Linked DNA regions of Mus musculus: region 2 is linked to region 1. A link is a contact called in public HiChIP or PLAC-seq data. All regions are on one chromosome and are shown on one strand. Each heading gives the region's core, a stretch centred on a gene start, on an enhancer-like site or on the middle of the called end of the contact. The rest is flanking DNA. Distances are from core to core; before and after follow the strand shown.

Region 1 (5,816 bases), core at 1,659-4,158:
AGCCTGAGGCAGGAGGGTCTTAAATTTGAAGCTAGCCTGGGCTACATAACATAATATATCCCAGGCTAGCAGTGTGAGGCGCTGTCTCAAAATACAAAGAAAAAAAAAAATGCTGGACTTGTAATTCGGTTGGTAGAATGCTAGCCTAGCGTGCATGAAACCCTAGGCTTCCTCCACAGCTCTGCATAAAATGGGAAAGGTGGCACACGTCCGTAATCCCAGCACTTGGGAGGCAGGCTGTTGTAGACAGATGTTCCACCATCTTCAGGAGCCTGGCTGGGCCTGTTCATAGTAGATCTTTTCTCAGAGAAGGAGGGAGCAGAAAGGTTCATGGGACTCTCAGTGAGTATCCAGGCACCCCTCTCAACCAGTTGTATACAATTCTGCCCTCCTATGGTGCATGGGGGTGATGCTTTAGGGAGGGGCTAGGGTATAAATGTGGGGAGATCTAGGGGAGGGGCTCTATCCATGCAACCATGAAAAAAATCACTTGGGGGACATCTTAGGGTTTCCATTGCTGTGAAGAGATACTCTGTCCATGGCAATTCTAATAAAACATTCAATTGGGACTGGCTTACAGTTTCAGGGGTTCAGTCCATTATCATCAAGGCGGGAAGCATGGTGGTATGCAGGCAGCAGTGATGCTGGAAAAGGAGCTGAGAGATCCACATCTTGATCCACAGGCAGTAGACGGAGACCGTGAACCTCCCGGGGCATAGTTTGAGCATGTATAACCTCAAGGCCCACTCCCACAGTGACACACTTCCTCCAACAAGGCTACCCCTCCCTGTGGATCTGTGGGGACCATTCCCATTCAGACCACTGTGGGGAGGGGGTAGCTTGAGGGAGCATCTATTCACCTGGAAGAAACCCCTCACCAATGGGAGTAAGGCCAATAGACTCATTGGTAGCCCACGGTGAAGTCTGGTTGCAATATGCCTACCTGGTTTGTTTGGGGACCTTGGAGTAGGGGAACAATACAGAGGGAGGAAGATCAGGGATTCAAGGTCATCTTCAGGTACATAGCAAGTTTGAGGCCAGCTTGTGTGTGTGTGTATGAGAGAGAGAGAGAGAGAGAGAGAGAGAGAGAGAGAGAGAGAGCTCATTGAGTAAAGGCACTTGCTGCTAAGCCTAAGGACTTGGATTGGTCTCTGGGACACACAAGGCAGAAGCAGAGAACTGACTCCAGCAAGTTGTCCTGACCTCTCTGTGTAAGCCGTGGCATTCTCATGCACACAAATAAATGATGTAACAAATATTAAAAATAAAATATAGCATAATGTTGATGTCTAGACAACCGGAAAGGCTATGGCTCTCTCCCGTGCCAGGACACATTTGTCTCCTGTCAGATTTTTCTAGGGACGGAGGGGAGGCTGAGCCCGTGTCCCAGCGTGCCTGTCAGCCAGCCATCTAACCTGCACTGAAAGTCTGGGAGAGGTGCCAGGGCCAGACACACTGGGCAGCAGGAGGCTGGATCCAATCCAGAACCGTGCCTTGGTAACTCTAGTGTACAAGGAGGTGTGGGTGTGCTTGGCTTGGGGTCAAGAAAGCCTGAGACCACTTGTGTGTGTGTGTGTCTGTGTGTGTGTGTGTGTGTGTACTCTGTAACAAGATGCTGGCAGGAAGCTAAAAGGTACATGTCTGCCAACCGGCAGGCTCTTCACGTTGCTCTACAGGGACCAGCATACCGTTCACGTTGCTCTGCAGGGACCACTGAGATCTTTCCACTGGGCCTAGGTTTGAACAGCCTACAGCTTCCACACAGGAAATAAGACGTCAGGCCTGGCATTTGAACTCCGGGCTGGAGGCATGGAGGGGTGGGGGTGGCAAGCTTTTTTTTTTTTTCCTTTTAAATATCTTAAACATTTCATTTATTTGTTTGTGTATGTATGTATGTATGTATGTATGTATGTATGTATGTATGTATGTATTGTGTGTAAAGAGAAAGGCAGTCAAATTGAATCGAACAGGTGAGCTGAGAAACTCTGGGGAGAGTAAAGAGGCAGCAACCCGGTCTGGAGACAGGGGGGTGCTCAGAAAGGTGGGAAGGTTTAGAATTGACCACTACAGAGAGGGCTTTATTTTACTTTATATTCACTTGGCCATGTGCCTCCTGCCTCCATCGTGTGGTTGCATATATGTGAAGCACGGAGCTCACTCATGTGGCGGTCAGAGGACAATTTACAGAATCCAATGCTCTTCTTCAGTCACGTGGGGCCCAGGGCTAGAACTCCAATCGTTTGTTTGTTTGTTTGTTTGTTATTTTTCAAGACAGAGTTTCTCTGCGTACCTTTGGCTGTCCTGGAACTTGCTCTGTAGGTCAGGCTGGCCTTGAACTCAGAGATCTGCCTACTAGGATTAAAGACATGTGCTATCATCACCCCGCTGGAACTCAGATCTTTAAGCTTAGTGGCAAGCATCTTTACCTGTTCAGCCATCTCAGGACAGGATGGGTGGTTGGAGGGGGTTGCCGGGGGTCGGTTCAAGAAGGGATTTTCAAACCTGGCATTGAGGCTCATGTCTGCAAAACCTGTACTCCTGTGGCTGAGGTAGGAGCAGGTGTTCAAGGCTAGCCTGGGCTACACAGTGAGACTATCATTGAACAAAGTGGAAAGGGTTCCACTCCAGCAAATCCAGGGGAAAGGAAGGACTCTAAGAGTCAGAATCCAGGGTCTATCTAGATAATGGGTGGCTGAGCAGAGGTGGGGGCTGGGGCAGAGAAGGGCCAAGGAGTTGGAGCTGCATCTAGACAGAGATCACTAGTTGACGAGGGGAGGAACCAGGTCCCGAGGGCTGGGTTTGTACCCCTTTGCGCTCCCCGTAGGCGGAGCCCTGGGCGGGATATATCCGGGCGTGGAAGCATGATGGGCGTGGCCAGCTGGGGTTGGGCTTGGGGGTCCCAGGGACTGGGGCGGGGCGCGGGCTGGCGCTGCGCAGCCGCGGGGCGGCATCCGCGCATGCGGGACTTACTCGGTTGCAGCCGGCGCCTACTGCCACTCCCGGGAGCATGAAGGACCGAACCCAGGAGCTCCGCACGGTGAGTCCGATCCTCGTGCGCCGCTCACCCGGCGTCTTGTAATTCTCCACTTTGTTCCGGCATGCCACCGAGGCACCTACAAGGGGACGGAGGGAGCCTTGCAAAGCTGAGGGACCCTCGAACCCCCATGGGAGTCCCACCCCTCCGATCTACTTCTGGTCACGGACTCGAGCCCTTCAGCACCGGGACTGATGGCTAGAACCTGGGGTTTTGAGGAACTTTTCAGGGCGTTCCTGTTTGGGGCGATTTGGAGGGCTGTTAAGGGGTTTCGGTGGCGGGATGCAAAATCGTGACCGTTCTTCGCCCGCTTGTCACCGTCCTTGCACTGTCCCCTGGAGGCTGAACCTCTCGTTTCCTTCCCACCCCCCTGCCCAGAGTTCCCCTCCCAACCCCATCCTTGGGCGCGCTGCGGAAACGAGGCCGCCGGGTGGGGGTGGCCTCTGCGGGAGCCGTCTCTTGGGGCTCCCCATCACCTGTGGCTCCCATCACCTGTGGCTCCCGATCCACCCTGGTCGCTTTAGGGATACCCGGCTTGCTCTGGATTAAAGGACTCAACCATATCTACCCTTGGTCCACCTTTGGGCTTCCAGGCAACCCAGGCTGTCATTTCCCAGACCCTTCCCGGATTGCCAGGTCTAACTGCGACCTGGATCTATTTTCCTACCTGTGTGAGAGAGGCCTCTGGGGTGTGGCTCTTAGGGCGGGGTTTCGAGATGAGTAGAAGGCAGTAGAAAGGTTCTAAGTCAGAGCCCATGATCCTTCAATCATGAGACCCCACTTTTAACACAGGGGAGTGCCCTTCTCTGGCCTCAGACCCTAGAGGGACAGAAATTAAGCTCTCCCGTGAGAGGGTTAAATAAGGGCGCCACATCAGATTGTCATATCTGATTCCTCAGCAAACCCCACCCGTTGATTTCTGGGTGTCCCCCCAAGCTGGGTGGCGTCCTAGATCCCTCTCATCTTGTGCCCCACTTACAGCCCTTCATAGAAAGTTTTGTTTTGGGGCTTTTGACCTAATGGCTGTGATTTCTGCCTAGCTTCTCCATCTGTGCCTGGATCCCTCTACCATAATACCAGCCATATCTATGCTCTCCAGTCTAGCCTTCATCCTGTTCCTGACCTGCAAGCGACCCCCACATGCCTTCAGACCTGTATTATTCCTGGCTGGATGCCCAGTGCCTCATCTATTTCAAAGGAAACAGACAGCCTTTCAAGTCATATATAGTGTTTAAACACTTCCCCACCCGCCCCTTGTCGTTGCCCTCAAGTTTCCGGTGTTTTTATGTTTTACGGTTTTTTGTTTTTTTTTTTTTTTTATGTAAAATCCTTCTCTGTACCCCAGGGTGGCTTGGAACTATATAGTCTCATTGGGTCTTAAACTCAAAGCAATCCTCCTGCCTCGACTTCATGAGTGCTGAGATGACAGCACACACTATTGTGTCAGACTGGTGACAGATTGAATCAGATAGCATGTCCAGGTGATAGATGGCAGTGATGTGGTCACCCCAACGTGTGCCCCAACCCGTGTGACTGTCATGATTGTATGAGGAAACCACAAGCCACGAACACAGGCCTTTCCACGTGGTAGCAGCCTTTCGCTTATCAGCCTTCAGCCTCTCTGCTAAAGCTGAAACTGAGGCACAGCAAAAGTGGCCCACTTGTTTGTTGGAGGAGTGGTCAGTTGATCAGGGTCAGACAGCTTGGGTCGTAAAAAGCTTGAACCTAGAGCTATGGCCCCAACACTGTCCTGGGTAGCCCTGCATAGCGATGACAAACTTGACTTCAAACTAACGCTATATGCGTTCTACCCAACCCAGGCATCAAATCCACTAGAGACAGTCCTCTCAGCTATCTGGCCTTGACCGGGGTTGGGAAGGGAGTGGTCCTAGCTGTTCCAAGCATGGCTGGGGTGAAATAGTCTTGGGGGCTGCTGTCATTCTTAGAAATCCCTTGCTCTCCTGGAGTTCCAGTTTGTGAGATGCAAAGAGGACACTCGGAACTAGAAAGGTAGCTCGGCTTGTAGACATTTGCAGGGGAGTGGGGGAGAGGGGGCACCTGTCAACCATGTCAGCACTCTCCAAATGGAGGCTGAAGGACCCTCAGTTCACCATCGTCCTTAGCTTCACAGGGATTTTGATGCTATGTAGCGTGGGATCCATAAGAAATGACAAAGGGGGAAACTCAGCACCCAGCTTCTTGGGGCTCGAGGAGAGGTCCTCAGACTTCCTCAGACTTTCGACTGTGGCTGGAGTTCTCAGGAACCCCTGAAGCCCAGGAGTCAGGGTCACCAGGGATGGAGGCACCTGGTGCTGCTGCTGCAGGACGCACACAGGGCATCTGTGTGCCTGCTCCAGCTTTCCCTCCCGTTTCCTCCTCTGCCTCCTCCTCCTCCTCTTTCTCCCCCACCCAGCACCACCACATTTGGAAGGAAGGAGAAGAAGGGAGCTTATTTATAAAAGTCACACTTGGGGAAAGAGCTGGCGTGCTTCCTTGCCGCTGTGCTGTAGGCTGGGCCCGGCCCTCTTGCCATCTTCAGCCCCGCCTCTCCCAGATCTGCAGATTGCACTTTGAAATCGATCCTGAAGGGGCCAGCAGCCTCCCCCTAGCCTTGTAGATAGGCCCATGGAAGCTTAACCCCTCAGAGGCCAAGACTGGTCCAGGATCACACAACTGGGGAGAGAGTTAAGTATGGTATTCTCCTAACGTGGGATGTAAAGAGGCCTCATCCCCAAAACTCAAGGTCTCCCTCATTTCCTCCCTTCCCTTCATTTGTGAGAAA
Region 2 (5,816 bases), core at 2,195-4,694, 37 kb before region 1:
TCTCTGAGTTTGAGGCCAGCCAGGGCTACACAGAGAAACCCTGTCTCTATAAATAAATAAATAAATAAATAAGGGAAGGCTTCTGACATCACCTCAGTTTTTTTTTTATTGTATTTGTAATTTGGGGTTCAGGGCACAGGACCCAGGTCCTCATAAAGAGAAACCCTGTCTCTATAAATAAATAAATAAATAAATAAATAAATAAGTGGAGGAAGGCTTCTGACCTCAGCTCAGATTTTTTATTGTATTTTTAATTTGGGGTTCAGGGCACAGGACCCAGGTCCTCATTCTTATGTGGCAAGCCCTTTATAGACAGAGCCATATTCCCAGCTCCACCCCCCTCCACCTCCCCCCCCCACCCCCGCACTCCTCCATCCAATCCAAGTCCCACCACCCAGCACTCTATTAAAGACTTGCATCTTTATTTCATTTATTAAGTACCTTGGGCTTAAACTCCTTCCAGAAGAGCCCTGACCCTGCACCAGCTGGGCTTTGTGGCCTGGCACTCCCAGCCCTGCCCATCAGGACCAGCCCAAGACCTTTGCACTGAGAAGAAACAGAGCCCTGGTTTCCATGTGGACTGTTTATTGGAATCTTCTGTCACCCCAGGGTCTGAACTCTGAAGGAAGAGGGTGGAGTCTGAGTATTTGTGATCTGAGAGTTGGGGCTGTACCAGGAAAAAAATATAGGTCCAACTCAATGAAGTTTATACTTTTATTTTATTTAGTTATTCAGTGCATGCGTGTATGTTTGAGTACCTGTGTGAGTAAGTGAGTATATGTGTGTGTGTGTATGAATATGTGTGAGTGTATGTGTATGAGTGTGTGTGGGTGTGTGTATGAGTGTAGGTGTGAGTGTGTATGAGTATATGTGAGTGTATGTATGTAAATGTGAGAGTGTTTATCAGTGTGTGTGTATGTGTGTGTGTGTGTGTGTGTGTGTAAGAGTGTATGTCAGTGTGTGTGTCTGTGTATGTATAAGAGTGTATGTCAGTGTGGGTGTCTGTTCCTCTGTGTGTGTGTGTGTGTGTGTGTACTGCAGCAAGCACGGGGAGGTCAAAGAACTACTTTGGAGAATGGGCTTTTTTTCATCTTTGAAGTAACAGGGATCAAATTCAGGTTGTCAAGCTTGAAAACAAGGGCTTTTGTCCTCTGGACCATCTGCCTCCAGAAAGCCTTCATCTAGCTGGATGGATCTCAGCTTCCTAGCTAATTGCAAAGCCCCTGGGGCCCTCACAACACGAGGTCATCCCTGGACATAGAGCCCTGGCAGGACAGGTTGCTGAAACAAGGGAAAGTGCTAAGTCAATTACCTCTCAGAGCACCCAGCCCTGTTCTAGGCATCGGGAGTGTCACATAATAAAACAGGCAAAAATGTTTGTCCTTGGAACATTCTGAATGTCCTGGTGGTGGTAACAGACCGGAGCAGAGACAAAGAAACAAATAAATGAGAAACCAAGCGTGGCCTCTCTCACAAAGAAGCTTGCCACTTGTGCAGGGGAGGCAAAACAACCTGGAGTTTAAGGCCACCCTGGGGCGGGGAGGAGTGGAGGGGGCGGGGTGGGGGGGACCGGGAGGAGGGAGCGGGAGGGAGAGAAAAAAGGAAAGCAGGGAGAGAAAAGGAGGGAGGGGGGAAGAAAGGAAAGCCAGAGGCCACTTTAGATAATGTCAAATATGAAAGAAAACAAAGGTATCAAAGTGGCAAAGAGAACAGTGCTTCCAGCACATGGGAAGCAGAGGCAGGTGGATCTGTGAGTTCCGGGCCAGCCTGGTCTACAGCACAAGTTCCAGGACAGCCAGGGCTACAACAGAGAAACCCTGTCTCGAAAACAAAACAAAACAAAACAAAACAGAAAAAGAACGTGGCATTGTGGGTAAGAAGCTGGGACGATTTTGTTGTCCTGTTTCTATTTGGGTGCAGGGTTCCAAGCCACCCACACTGACCTCCAAATCAGCTGGGGAGGATCTCGGTGTGGTGCTTGCTGAAGTGCCATCCATCTATTAGGGTTTATTCCGTGCCAGGGACAGACCAGAGGCTTCGTGCAGGCTGGCCAAGCACTCTAGCCACTGAGCTCCATCTCCAGCCTCTGAAACTATGAAGCGAGGTCAGTGAGCTATGCGGAGAGCTGTAGGAGTGTCTCATGGAGAAAGGACCCCAAGCACGGGTCCTCGAAGAGGATGTATAGGAAACTAAACCAAAAGAGCTGTATCCTAGCTGAGGTGAAGGGAAGAGGCAACGGGAGAAGTCGGAGCATGCGCCACCCCAAGGTGTGCGGCAGGGGAGTCAGTGTCCGGAGGCAAAAGGAATTGGTGTTTTGGGGGCTTTTTTGGTGTTACTTTGTAGCTTGTTTGAGCCAGGGTCTCATGTAGCCCATCTGGCTTTGAATTCTCCGTGTCGCCAAGATGGTCTTGAACTCCTGCCTGCCTCCACTTTCCCAAGCTCTGGGACTACAGGCATGGCATGCTGCACAGGGCTTCTGCACAGGAGTTGTGAGACACAGTTTCGCTGTATCTGGCCTTGAACTCACAGCTGTCTGCTTGCCTCAGCCTCAGGCAGGAGCCAACACACCTGGCTAGACGTCTTTTTTTTTTCTCATGTGTATCAAATCTCTTTCCCACTGTTCACTCACCCTGGTACTCACTCTGCCCCGCCCCCACCCCCAAAGGAAAGAAAACAAGACTCCATCTAGAGAACCTCCGTGGGGGAAAGCAGCTTCTAGGTGGGCGGGCATTTGAGCTAAGCCATGTAGGCTTGCCACCAGCCCAGGTCACATGAGGGTGCTGGACAAGAATTTGAACTCAACACCGGTCCCTGAGGTGCAGAGTGGGCTCTGCAGGTGGTCGTTGTCCCTGGTTTCAGAGTTCTGTATATCAGGTTGCACTTGGACAAGGCCAGAGTGCTTGTGTCAAAGCCTGAGGGACTTGGAGCAGGTGCTACAATTCCATCCACCTACGGCGACAAACAGCCTCAGCCACGCCCCCACCTAGGTCCTCCCAGTCCGGGTTGTCCAGAGGAATTGGCCGCGCCTCCATCCTACGCCTCCCGCGCTAAAGAAGACGGAGGTGGGGGACAAGAGAGTCAAGCAGTTTACAATTGGTGATTTGCACTTCAAATCCTTGAAGCGCCCCTCCCACTCTGTATAGCTCTAGAGAATTCGTTATGCTTAAGGAGCTTGGGGAGGTTGGGAAGGGAGGGAGCTTAGACGACCCCGCCCTCCTTCGATACACACTCTCCCACCCCACCCCCACCCCCGCCACACACAACACATACACTTCAGCATTGAGGTTCTAGCCAAATCCTTTCTCCTATGGTGAAGGGGGTTGGGGAGGACGGACCGGACTGGACGGGACACACGTCACTGTCCCCTGGGCCAGAAGAGCGAGCTCCACCCTCCTCCTCTAGGCACCAAGCTAAGTCCAACCCACCCCATCCCAGAGCCAACCCAGTCTCAGAAGCCAGTCTCCAAAGCCACAGGCAGGTGCAGGGGCAGTCTCTGTGCGAGCCCCAGGAGAGGAGCCGTTAAGCGCGCTCCGTCCTTTGCCACCCACCCGTCGTTCCCGGCGACAGACGTCCGTCAGTTTTCGAAGGGCAGTTGATTCCCAGGTCCAGCGGCCGCGATCCCTGGTCTCCCAGTCCCCTGAGCTGCCCGGCCGAGCCGGTTCAAGTCCAGCAGCCATGTCCATGGGCCTGGAGATCACCGGCACGTCGCTGGCCGTGCTGGGCTGGCTGTGCACCATCGTGTGCTGCGCCCTTCCCATGTGGCGCGTTTCGGCCTTCATCGGCAGCAGCATCATCACGGCGCAGATCACCTGGGAGGGCCTGTGGATGAACTGCGTGGTGCAGAGCACCGGTCAGATGCAGTGCAAAATGTACGACTCGCTGCTGGCCCTGCCGCAGGACCTGCAGGCCGCCCGAGCCCTCATCGTGGTGTCCATCCTGCTGGCCGCCTTCGGGCTCCTCGTGGCGCTCGTGGGCGCCCAGTGTACCAACTGCGTACAAGACGAGACGGCCAAGGCCAAGATCACCATCGTGGCGGGAGTGCTTTTCCTGTTGGCGGCTCTGCTCACCTTAGTACCGGTGTCCTGGTCGGCCAACACCATCATCAGGGATTTCTATAACCCGTTGGTGCCCGAGGCCCAGAAGCGGGAGATGGGAGCTGGGTTGTACGTGGGCTGGGCTGCCGCCGCGCTGCAGTTGCTAGGGGGCGCCTTGCTGTGTTGCTCCTGCCCACCGCGCGACAAGTATGCACCCACCAAGATCCTCTATTCTGCGCCGCGATCCACCGGCCCTGGCACCGGTACCGGCACCGCCTACGACCGCAAGGACTACGTCTGAGGGGCCGGGTGCACGCAGACCGTACCGTCACCACTACCAGCAGTCGATGAACCCCACCCGTCCAGCGTGCAGCCTCGCGTCTGAGACCACCCCACCTTCCAGATGGTGACAGACGACACACAGTCTGCTTGCTAGGCTGGAAGAGGACAGACAGGCTGGCATCTCCCCTTCTCCGGCTGCCACCTGACTACCGGGCCTAGGAACTGTCCAAGCCGAATGGACAAAGAAACCTCGCCCTTCCCAAGAACTGGGCTGGGGTGGCCACTGCAGCTACTTGCCAGCCCCGCAGAAGCTCACAGTGGGCAGAGACAGGCAAACCATGAAACGGGCCATTTCATATTTTTCAATAAAAGTCTTTCGTTTTTTGCAGTCGCTGGAGCTTCCTTATCCTGAACGCCACCGCACAGGCTACCACCTCCCCTACGGGGCACCTGCTGGGGACTGTCCCTCGAATAGCCCTCATCACGGGCAGCGAGCTTTAAACAGCTTCACAGGTTGAGTAAGGAGAAAGTGGGGGTACACATGAGTTTTTGTGCTCACTAGGTGGGTAACACTTGGGAGATATCCCAGCACTGATCTCCACAGACCCTATGGCGAGCGAGGTTTATCTAGCAATCCAGCCAGAGGGCGTATGAGGAACTCTGCTGGAGAGGGGCAAGGGGAAGAACACAGGGACTCTTCTCTGGGACAGCCTAGTTGGTTTGTGCTTGTATCCACAGCCTTGCTCCGGGCATTTGGGGTAGCTGATGTGCAAGCTAAAGAATTACATTCTCTACCGAGATTTCATATTTGGAGACGTGGAACAAAAAGACCTATTGTTCAGACCAAATGCCTCACCTAAAGGACTGCCATTCAGACAGACGGTGGGGATGTGGCTCAGTGGTAGGACACTTGTGTAGCATGCATGGGGCTTGGGTTCCATTCCCAGCACTGGGAGTGTTGGGGGACACCTAAAAGGGACATTTGGCAAAGTCTTCTGACTTGGAGGTGGAGAGATGAGGGGAAAGGCCACCCCACCTTCTTCCCAGTGCCCTCAAGGGAGGGAGGGACCCAGCTTTAAACAATATTGAGACTGGAGGCACCTCTTGGACAAGGTAAAGGGAACTGAGGCGGGGCTCTTGGAGGGGGACAGGTCCCTGGCTTCCTAGGCTTTAAAAGGGTGACATCGTCTGGAAAGTGTAGGTGGAAATGTAGTTCAAGGTTGGCCTCTCTAACACTTAGAAATTTCTTTTCTCTTTCCTTTCCTTTTTTCTTTTCTTTCCTTTCCCTTTTTCTTTCCTTTCCTTTCCTTTTTCCTTTCCTTTCCTTTCCTTTCTTCTTTTCCTCTTCTTTTCTTTTCTTTTCTTTTCTTTTCTTTTCTTTTCTTTTCTCCTTTGAGACAGGGTTTCTCTGTGTAGCCCTGGCTGTCCTGGAACTCACTCTGTAGACCAGGCTGGCCTCAAACTTTCAGAGATCCGCCTGCCTCTCTGCCTCCCTAGTGC

Evidence for each region. HiChIP or PLAC-seq counts read pairs in DNA pulled down with a chosen protein or histone mark.
Region 2: an HNF4G HiChIP or PLAC-seq map of pancreatic cancer cells shows a contact between it and region 1. The contact joins the promoter of Cldn3 here to the promoter of Stx1a in region 1. A contact is called at or near these places in 7 of 39 promoter capture datasets (cranial neural crest, embryonic stem cells, frontonasal cranial neural crest and 3 more), 2 of 15 datasets of contacts at CTCF or cohesin (the G1E-ER4 cell line and embryonic stem cells), 4 of 484 Hi-C or Micro-C datasets (the G1E-ER4 cell line, embryonic stem cells and liver), 6 of 115 datasets of contacts at active chromatin or transcription factors (embryonic stem cells, pancreatic cancer cells and trophoblast stem cells) and 3 of 9 other capture datasets (adipose tissue, liver and pancreatic islet).

What each region holds. Positions count from the first base shown.
Region 1 is chr5:135,020,574-135,026,389 of GRCm38.p6, forward strand. Stx1a (syntaxin 1A (brain)) reads left to right here and starts at 2,909. Exons shown (of 10, transcript NM_016801.4): 1 at 2,909-3,037. The coding sequence starts at 3,008.
Region 2 is chr5:134,982,770-134,988,585 of GRCm38.p6, forward strand. It overlaps Cldn3 (claudin 3), which reads left to right and starts at 3,445. Exons shown (of 1, transcript NM_009902.4): 1 at 3,445-4,707. The coding sequence starts at 3,676. The coding sequence ends at 4,335. Wbscr25 (Williams Beuren syndrome chromosome region 25 (human)) reads right to left here. Exons shown (of 5, transcript NR_026907.1): 5 at 4,664-4,821.